Regions from separate parts of the Cyprinus carpio genome. Here region 2 is linked to region 1. Evidence: chromatin contacts called from public Hi-C data. All regions are on one chromosome and are shown on one strand. The core of a region is the stretch at or near the end of the contact, and the rest is flanking DNA. Distances in the headings are between cores, read along the strand shown. Region 1 holds the start of LOC109109082 (NADH dehydrogenase [ubiquinone] flavoprotein 2, mitochondrial-like). Region 2 overlaps LOC109112066 (ankyrin repeat domain-containing protein 12-like).

Region 1 (3,740 bases), core at 85-2,584:
AAGCCACTTTCTCTCCCAGGTTCCTCACGTGCACATTTCGGTCAAGGACGTTGTAGCAGATGTTGGTTTTTGCCCCCTCCATGAACTTGATGTAAATGTTCCCCTTGTTGACGTCAAAGTTAAACTGCAGCATCTGGCCTGACGGAGGCTTCTTCCAGTAAAACTCTTGAGCAACATCAGCCCAGAACTCTACAATGCATGTTAAATGAACATGTTTACTGCATCTTACATTGGAGTGTCCCTCTCATTTATATGCATGCACCGTTTTATGATACCTTCAGGCTCCTCTGTAGACTTTTTGTATAAGGCAAGATATGCATCAAAGTCTGGCACATGTGCATTGGTGAACAGGCCATCGGACGGATGGTAGGTCTTCTCCTCCGGCTCCTGAGGTCCTGGAATGACCCTGTTGCTGGAGTCTGAAACAGGAGACATCTGCCAATCTGTATGATCTGTCAGTCAGTAGATGAAGCGGTTTATTGTGGCTGTGCATGTGGTGTCCACCCTTTAACATGCCCAGTCTGCTCAGCACCGCCTCCACCAATCAGAGCGCTCCATTCAGCACTCCTACGTGTCCATTGGCTGAGCAGCTGCTCGGCTGCGGATCCCACTGCAGAGGGAGGCTCAGACGGATGATCTGCATGTCTCTCTCTCTCTCTCTCTCTCTCTCTCTCTCTCTCTCTCTCTCTCTCTCTCTCTCTCTCTCTCTCACACACACACACACACACACACACACACAAGGTTTACTTGATGGTCATAATGAGGACAAATCATTGATTTCATATAAGGCTAGTTGTAATAACACACACAAACCCTACATAATTTTTTTTTTTTTTTACTCATGAATAATTTTAACAATTTTAATTGAAGAAATGACAATAAGTATGTAAATAAATAATAATAAAAACACATAAACACACCCATACACTAAACCTAAATGAAGACTTGTTGCAGACTTATTTCTGACTAAAATAAGTTTTTACTTGTGAATAATTTTTACAATTATACTTGAAAAAATGAAAGAAAATACTAGACCAAAAACACATGCAGAAATATTTAATTAAAATTACAAATATAGTACCTGAATAAGTATTATATTACATTAATTATCTCCTATTGTATGTGGAAAGCACTAAAAATTAATTTATTTTCATTTGAAATAAAAACCCAATTGTTAAACAGAACAACATTTAGTTACAGTGTTGCATGACCAACCGTTTTAGCATTTAATCTGAAGTTCTACAAGTGTGCATGCTGATAGTCTGTGTTATTTTTATCATGGCATGTCAAGAACACAATGTGCATCTGTAGTTTCATCTGCCGCTCGGTGATCCATTATACAGACTCAGCTCTAGAGCGTCCCTTGCGTAACTAGACCCGCTCAATCGAGCTCGCGTTACTTGATCTCCGCCATCGCTTGTGTTTAGTCTGATCGAGCGCACTGAGAAGATGTTTTTCTCTTCAACTCTGCGCTCTGCCGTGTCTAATGCGGTAGGTTTATTTTATATATGCTGTAAGCGGAATATTCAGGAGGTAGCTGAAGGAACTGCAAATTTATTATCATGTAAAGCGGCGTTGACATCTGTGCAAGGACATGAAGCTAATGCGCTAACAGCTAATAATGAGGCCTGACTGTGTTTATATAGACACTTACAGACACTGTGATGTTTTTGAATAACATCATACAAAAATTATATTTTTTAGAAGTTGTTTCTATTCACCCAGACAGGTTGAGTAATCAGTAAATGATCCTGATTCAGTGAATAAGTTAATTATATATATAGAGAGAGAGAGATTTCTATTTTGAATATTATTTTATTTATTTATTTTATTTTTTTACTTTTTATTCATCAAAGAATCCTGAAAAAAATATCACAGCCCCCCCCCCTTCAAAATTTTTTAAAATAAAATAAAAATAAATATTAAGCATTAAAACGGTTTCCAATGTTGATATTAAATCAGCATTTTATAATCTATAATAAGGATCATGTGACACTAAATACTGTAGTAATCAGCATTTCATCATAGGAATAAATTATATTTTAAAGTCTATTAAAATAGAAAACGATTATTTTAAATTGTAATAATATTTCACAGTATTACTGTTTTTTTTTCAGTATTTCTGATCAAATAAATGCAGCCTTGATGAGCAGAAGAGACTATTTTAAAAACAATACAAATCTTACTGATCCCAAACTTTTCAACAGCAGTGTATATATTGCAGTGACTAATGCAGCATACACTATATACACTAAAAAGAAAGCATTATAGAGCATAAGCACTGCATACTTAGTGCACAAGATATTATTGCAGATTTGCTCAGTACATACAATATACAAAAAGGATGTGTTGGTTTTGCAGTTTGCAAAAAAAAACCATAAAAACAAAAGTCTATTCGACTCTTTTCTACACTTGTATTTCTTCCGCAGGCGAGGCACGTCCGCAGTTTGCACCAGACTTCAGCTCGAGCTGGAGCAGGAGGACTCTTTGTGGTGAGACTTGACTTTTCATGTTCACTGCAGCATTTTCACTGATGTGCATGAGACACTTCATATTCAGTAATGTGAACTCGAGCTAAATAATCACACTATTGTTTACTGTAGAGCTGAGTTTGTTTCATAATTGGCAAACTCTGCAGCGTTGACTTTTTATAATTGAATTAAGCTTGTTTCATAATTTGATGACCTTTACTCAGTTATTGAACTAACATGAATCAACACTGAACTGATTTGAGCTGATAATGACACTATTGTCTTTTCAGAGCTGCTTTATTTTATAGCTGAAGAACTTTTATTCTCTTTTATTTGCTTGTTTAACACTGCCATGCTGCTGTAAACGTCTGTGTTGTATAAAGAGCACATACGCACCCTAAACCAGAAGGACACACTATTATAAAGCTCATATTTTTGTTGCATTCGTTTTGATCTGTTTTCATTATTCCAGCACAGAGACACACCGGCTAACAACCCAGAGACTCCATTTGAATTCACTCCAGAGAACATGAAGGTGAGGGATATCATAATAAGACATCATATTTAAGGATTTTTTGCTGTAATTGTATTATTATATGTCTGTGTTGCGCAGGTAAGATCAGATATGTCTTGCTGTGGTCAGACGTGTTGAATGAAGATTATAGCTGTGTGTGTGTTATTTCTGGTCTGTAACAGAGAGTTGATGCCATCATTAATAATTACCCAGAGGGACACAAGGCGGCCGCCACTATCCCTGTGCTGGATCTGGCTCAGAGGCAGCACGGATGGCTTCCTATTTCAGCAATGAACAAGGTGACATGCACATGCAGTGATTTCACATGATTTAATAGTGTATACATTTATTTGAGTTATTCTATATACGAGCTGTGCTATCTTAGTGTTTCTGTATTTTCTATTTTCACAAGTTTTAGCAATTTTATTGTGTTTTTGTCATTTTTATTAGTTTTTGTTTCTTTCTATATAGGTTTAATAAAAATGTATTTATTGTTCTGTTATTTTAGTTATAGTTTAGTTATCTATTTTGGTTGTAGCTAAATTAAAATGAGAGATTTTTTTTAAATGTTTTATTTCAGATGATTTTTATTTTAATTCAAGTTTGTTTATTTATTTATTACTGCGATAACCCTGAGTGCAGTCTCTGTTTGATTATTTTTTACATTTTTATCCGATAATTACAAATTCATGGACGAAGTCATGGAAATGTACTGTGAAAATAATCATAGTTAAAATGTGGAAAATTCAATAAAA
Region 2 (4,099 bases), core at 1,570-4,069, 46 kb after region 1:
ACGCTCAAAGCCTATTGTGATTATTGAAGGGTAGACACGCTACAAATGATGGTTAGTGAAGTTCTGTTCAAGCATCAGCTGAAAACAGACTAAAACATCAATTCTTGGAATCTAAAAATTGGTTACGGTTCTTCAAAATGAGAATCGATTCAAATTTGAGAATTTGATATTTCCAATCCTGCTACAGTATTTACACGTAAATGTGAAGTGATGCAAAAATACCGAGCAGGACGTGTCAAAAACCAGACGAAGTACAACTTACCACATGAAAACAGAATCAAACAGATGTCCAATCTGTTCTTTTCTACTTCCTTTTTCCCCTTTTCCAAAGCTATTCCTGTAGTTTATTTGTCCGGGTCAAGAGGACACACAGAGCCATAATGCTGCCCTGTGCGGTTGTAAACATGGTGATGCCACACAGGGTGGTTTGTTGGTCGGGCTGCTGAGAATAAAACAGGCCCGTCAGTCGTTCCACTGCCGCTGTCCCAGTAGAGCCGGCAGTCCGAGGTCACGTGCTGGAGGGTTTGGAGCACTCTGTTTGTGTTTCCATTCCCTGGCTCTGGCCCCTGTCTTTCACTGTGTGCCAGCTTTTGCCTTCGTCTCACATCTCGGAGGCAGGAATTTGCTTCCCAAAAGTTCACTTAAATTTCGTTGGCAGTTTGCATGCACTGGTAAAGTCCTCCATTCGTGTGCTTCCAGAATAACCTTGAATGTTATTTTGTGATGTAAACAGCGTATTGTAATCATGACTGCGGGGTTTGTTTCTGGGGCAGAAAGCCGTCTTTGCCTCATCAGAGTGTTTGACGTCTTTCTGTGATGCCAGGCCTGTGGATGTGAGGGTTTTCAGGATAACAAAGAAGTTCAGAGGGAATAAACCCGTAAAATATTTATGTTGACGACTACCTAGAGTACACACTAAACAATGAACGCTGTTTCCTGGTGTTGAATTTTTCATTTTTGGGTTCCGGTGAAGAGTTGGGTGAAATCCCAAACAGATGATGTTAGACATGAAAGGGGCAGACGAGACCATACTTTAGTTAGTTTTGCTTTGGGAAAATATAGCTTACAAGAAGTAAAATAAACTGACTAAAGCAATCTGTTAAGTGCACATTATTTCAAATGCTAACTATAAAAAAAAAATTTCGACGCATTAAAACAAAGAAAATACAGTTTCAGTTTTTCTACTTAAATTCAGTGTTACTTGAAATTTCTTTGTAATTATTATAATTATAATACAACTAGTCTTTTTCGGTACAGGTTAATAACTTGCTTTGCTTTTCAAACATGCTGATATCACCAGCCATTAATATGGTATATTATGTTTATTGTTTAATATCTATTTGTTTTAAAAATTGGAAAAAGTGTCGTGTTCATCTTGAAAGCATGACACCAATTTTATGCCATTTATCAACAAAGTAATCGATAATAAGAAGAAACATTTTGAATGATGAAACGTGAAGACAATATATAGTTTATGGGTGTTGTTCAAGCCATCTATTTTCATAATAAAGTATATTTATGATCCATTGCTAATCGACATTTATTACAGTGTAGAATATATTTTCTGCCCGATTCTGTGAAAAAAATCAGATCACAAAAGTTAGATATTTCAAACACTTGACTGAAGTTGTGAAGTAAAAACATTGATTTGTTGGTTTACGTGTGATGTCTGACGTGAGTTGTTTTTTTCAAATGCACATTATAAGAGGGGAGGTTTTTCCTCATCATTTTAGCAGGGCTGGGTCTCAATTCAGATGTCCTGATTCCATTAGATTTCGATTCACAAGCTTTCGATTCGATTATTGGATCGATTTTCGATATATATAATGTGTGTATTTTTATTACGTTCAGTGAATCTAGTTTTAATATAAATGCTATTGATATTTCTAAAAAATTAACCGTAAACATCAGTTTACAAATGGTGAATTTATAAAAAGAAATTAAGAGCCACAGGCCTTTTTTCATTTTATTTATATTTATTTTTTTGTATAGGGTCCTTTTTAAAACAATAATAGGGCCATATAAAATGTTCTTCTTAATTTTTCTGGTAATCAGATAAAGGCATAAAACAATTTATTTTATCCTAATCGAATGAAAAACCCTTTTATTTTTGGTAAACAAAGTGCTGCACAACAGCGGTTTACTGTTAAAATTAAAAAGAAAACAAATGATTATTCCTTTAAAAATAAAGATTTATTAATATTTATTAGTAGAAGTAGTAGCATTGTTGTTACATTGAGTCTTAAGACTGCTAAATAGTAATATATTTTAAGTAAGTGGTCATCATTTGGTCATTGAGGGTGCACTGTTAGACCTTTATATTTATAATATAATGTGAAAAATGATACTATAAAAGTTGCTATAGAATGCAACTCAAATGATAAAATGGTCTAAAAAGGTCTTAATATCAGCACTAATGCATCAATAACATGCCATTTGTGATGTGTGCATGTAGGGTATGAAACACCATTTTTAATTATTAATATGTTAATATTGGCTAAATCAAAAATGCATGAACTTCTGAGAAAATGTGTCAGTCCAGGTTTGAATGGGTTGGTTTAAGCGTGATTTAATTTTTTTTTTTTTAAAGCTTTCTAGTCCTGTTGTAACTTGTTCACGAGAGTGAAACTTCAGAGACTTGAGAGAGGATGGATTATTGGGTTTAAGAGGCTGTGTGGCATAGTACGCTGGCACAGCGAGCACAGGAAATCTTGTGGTGTAGTTGTAACTTGTAACACATTTTTGTCCCACACTGATGATGCACACGGGCAGCGCAGCAGCTCTTTTCTCCTCACCGCCTCCTGTTTCTCAGAGGGAGTGACTCAGCTGGTTTTTACTCCGTTCCGCTGGGTGTCAGGTGTCGTGGAAATGTTCTTTCCCATGAGCCTCTGCTCCGTGTCATCTGCTCGAGTCTGTCGGGGAAGGTATTGTTGAGCTCTGTGGGTCTCTGCTGATTTGCTTTTCATCCAGAAGAGACCCGGCCGCCAGCGTCAGACGCTCTCTAATGGCTGACTTTCTTGTTTGTTGCTTTGAGAAACTCAAAGAAAGATGAAACTCAAGGCCTTGTGTTCGGCTGCTGGTTTGTGTGAAGCTTGATTTGATGTGTAAACAACTCTTTATTGTTAAGGCTCTTTATTGTGTTGATGCAAAACGTATGCAGATACATGCTTTACTGTAGCCTTAAAGCACGAAAGCATTTGATCAATCAAATATGACTTCAACACACTTATGACATGCAAAACAGATATTTTACATTTAAAATATTTCTAAGAAATATTTGCAATACTATCTACAGTACATATCACTATTATTATTATTTTTATTAAAAATATTATTATTGTTATAAATATTTATTCTTAATAATCAATCAAATTCTTCTACAGTAACTTTTTTGAGCAACACTTTTATAACATTTTAATTCATTTGAACAAGATGCTTTGGTAATACCATGTACTCTGAAATATCATGTAGTGCTGGGTAATACAATAAATATTCATGATATGTTGCTGGTGATTTCTAATTTATAATTTCAATAATAATGATGAATCAAATTAAAACCCTGATTCAATTATCTGTTATATTAAGTCAAGTAATGTTATAAATCATTTATTATTTGAAACATTTTTGTAAAAATATGTCTAGGAAAATATTGCTGTTCATTTCTATGTATTGGTCAATTAGTGCATATCAATAAATTATTAAATAGCATTATTTATTTTCTTCATTTAGTGAAAAGGAATCTATGGATAACTTCTAGATTATATATAAAAAAGTCAATATTTTAAGCTTTATTGAACTTCTCTAATGCCATGGTAAATGAAAATGTTAATTATACAGTTACAGTACCATGATATATTTCAGAGTGCTGTGGTATCACCATCAGTACTGGTTGTAAGTTGTCAGACGTCATTGTGCAGCATGTTTGTGGTGTTTTGTATGAAGCAGCTGCAGTTATTTTGTTACACTGGTTTGAAACACATGGAGGTCTAATCAGTCGACACGAACATCAATCCTGTTCCCACTGAAACTGAAAAACAATGTTTCTGGAAGCATTCTTCTGTGCGTCCAGTGCACTTTTTTGCAAACAGGGTTGAGAAGT

Evidence for each region. Hi-C and Micro-C count contacts between places; a contact is called where the count stands out from the background.
Region 2: a contact with region 1 is called in a Hi-C map of skeletal muscle, with 6 times the contacts expected there. The contact joins the enhancer-like site here to the promoter of LOC109109082 in region 1. A contact is called at or near these places in 8 of 8 Hi-C or Micro-C datasets (liver, red blood cells and skeletal muscle).

The regions. Positions count from the first base shown.
Region 1 is chrA2:26,196,283-26,200,022 of ASM1834038v1, forward strand. LOC109109082 (NADH dehydrogenase [ubiquinone] flavoprotein 2, mitochondrial-like) reads left to right here and starts at 1,335. Exons shown (of 8, transcript XM_042712860.1): 1 at 1,335-1,491; 2 at 2,430-2,492; 3 at 2,944-3,006; 4 at 3,168-3,284. The coding sequence starts at 1,450. LOC109057466 (acetyl-coenzyme A synthetase, cytoplasmic-like) reads right to left here and starts at 673. Exons shown (of 18, transcript XM_042712847.1): 1 at 276-673; 2 at 1-189. The coding sequence starts at 435.
Region 2 is chrA2:26,241,197-26,245,295 of ASM1834038v1, forward strand. The region is part of intron 1 of LOC109112066 (ankyrin repeat domain-containing protein 12-like); the gene reads left to right. Among protein-coding and RNA genes, the nearest start is that of LOC109113101, 19 kb to the right of the region's middle. Within about 2 kb of position 2,820, at least 1 of the 8 cell types and tissues checked has an H3K27ac peak or open chromatin away from gene starts, as enhancers often do.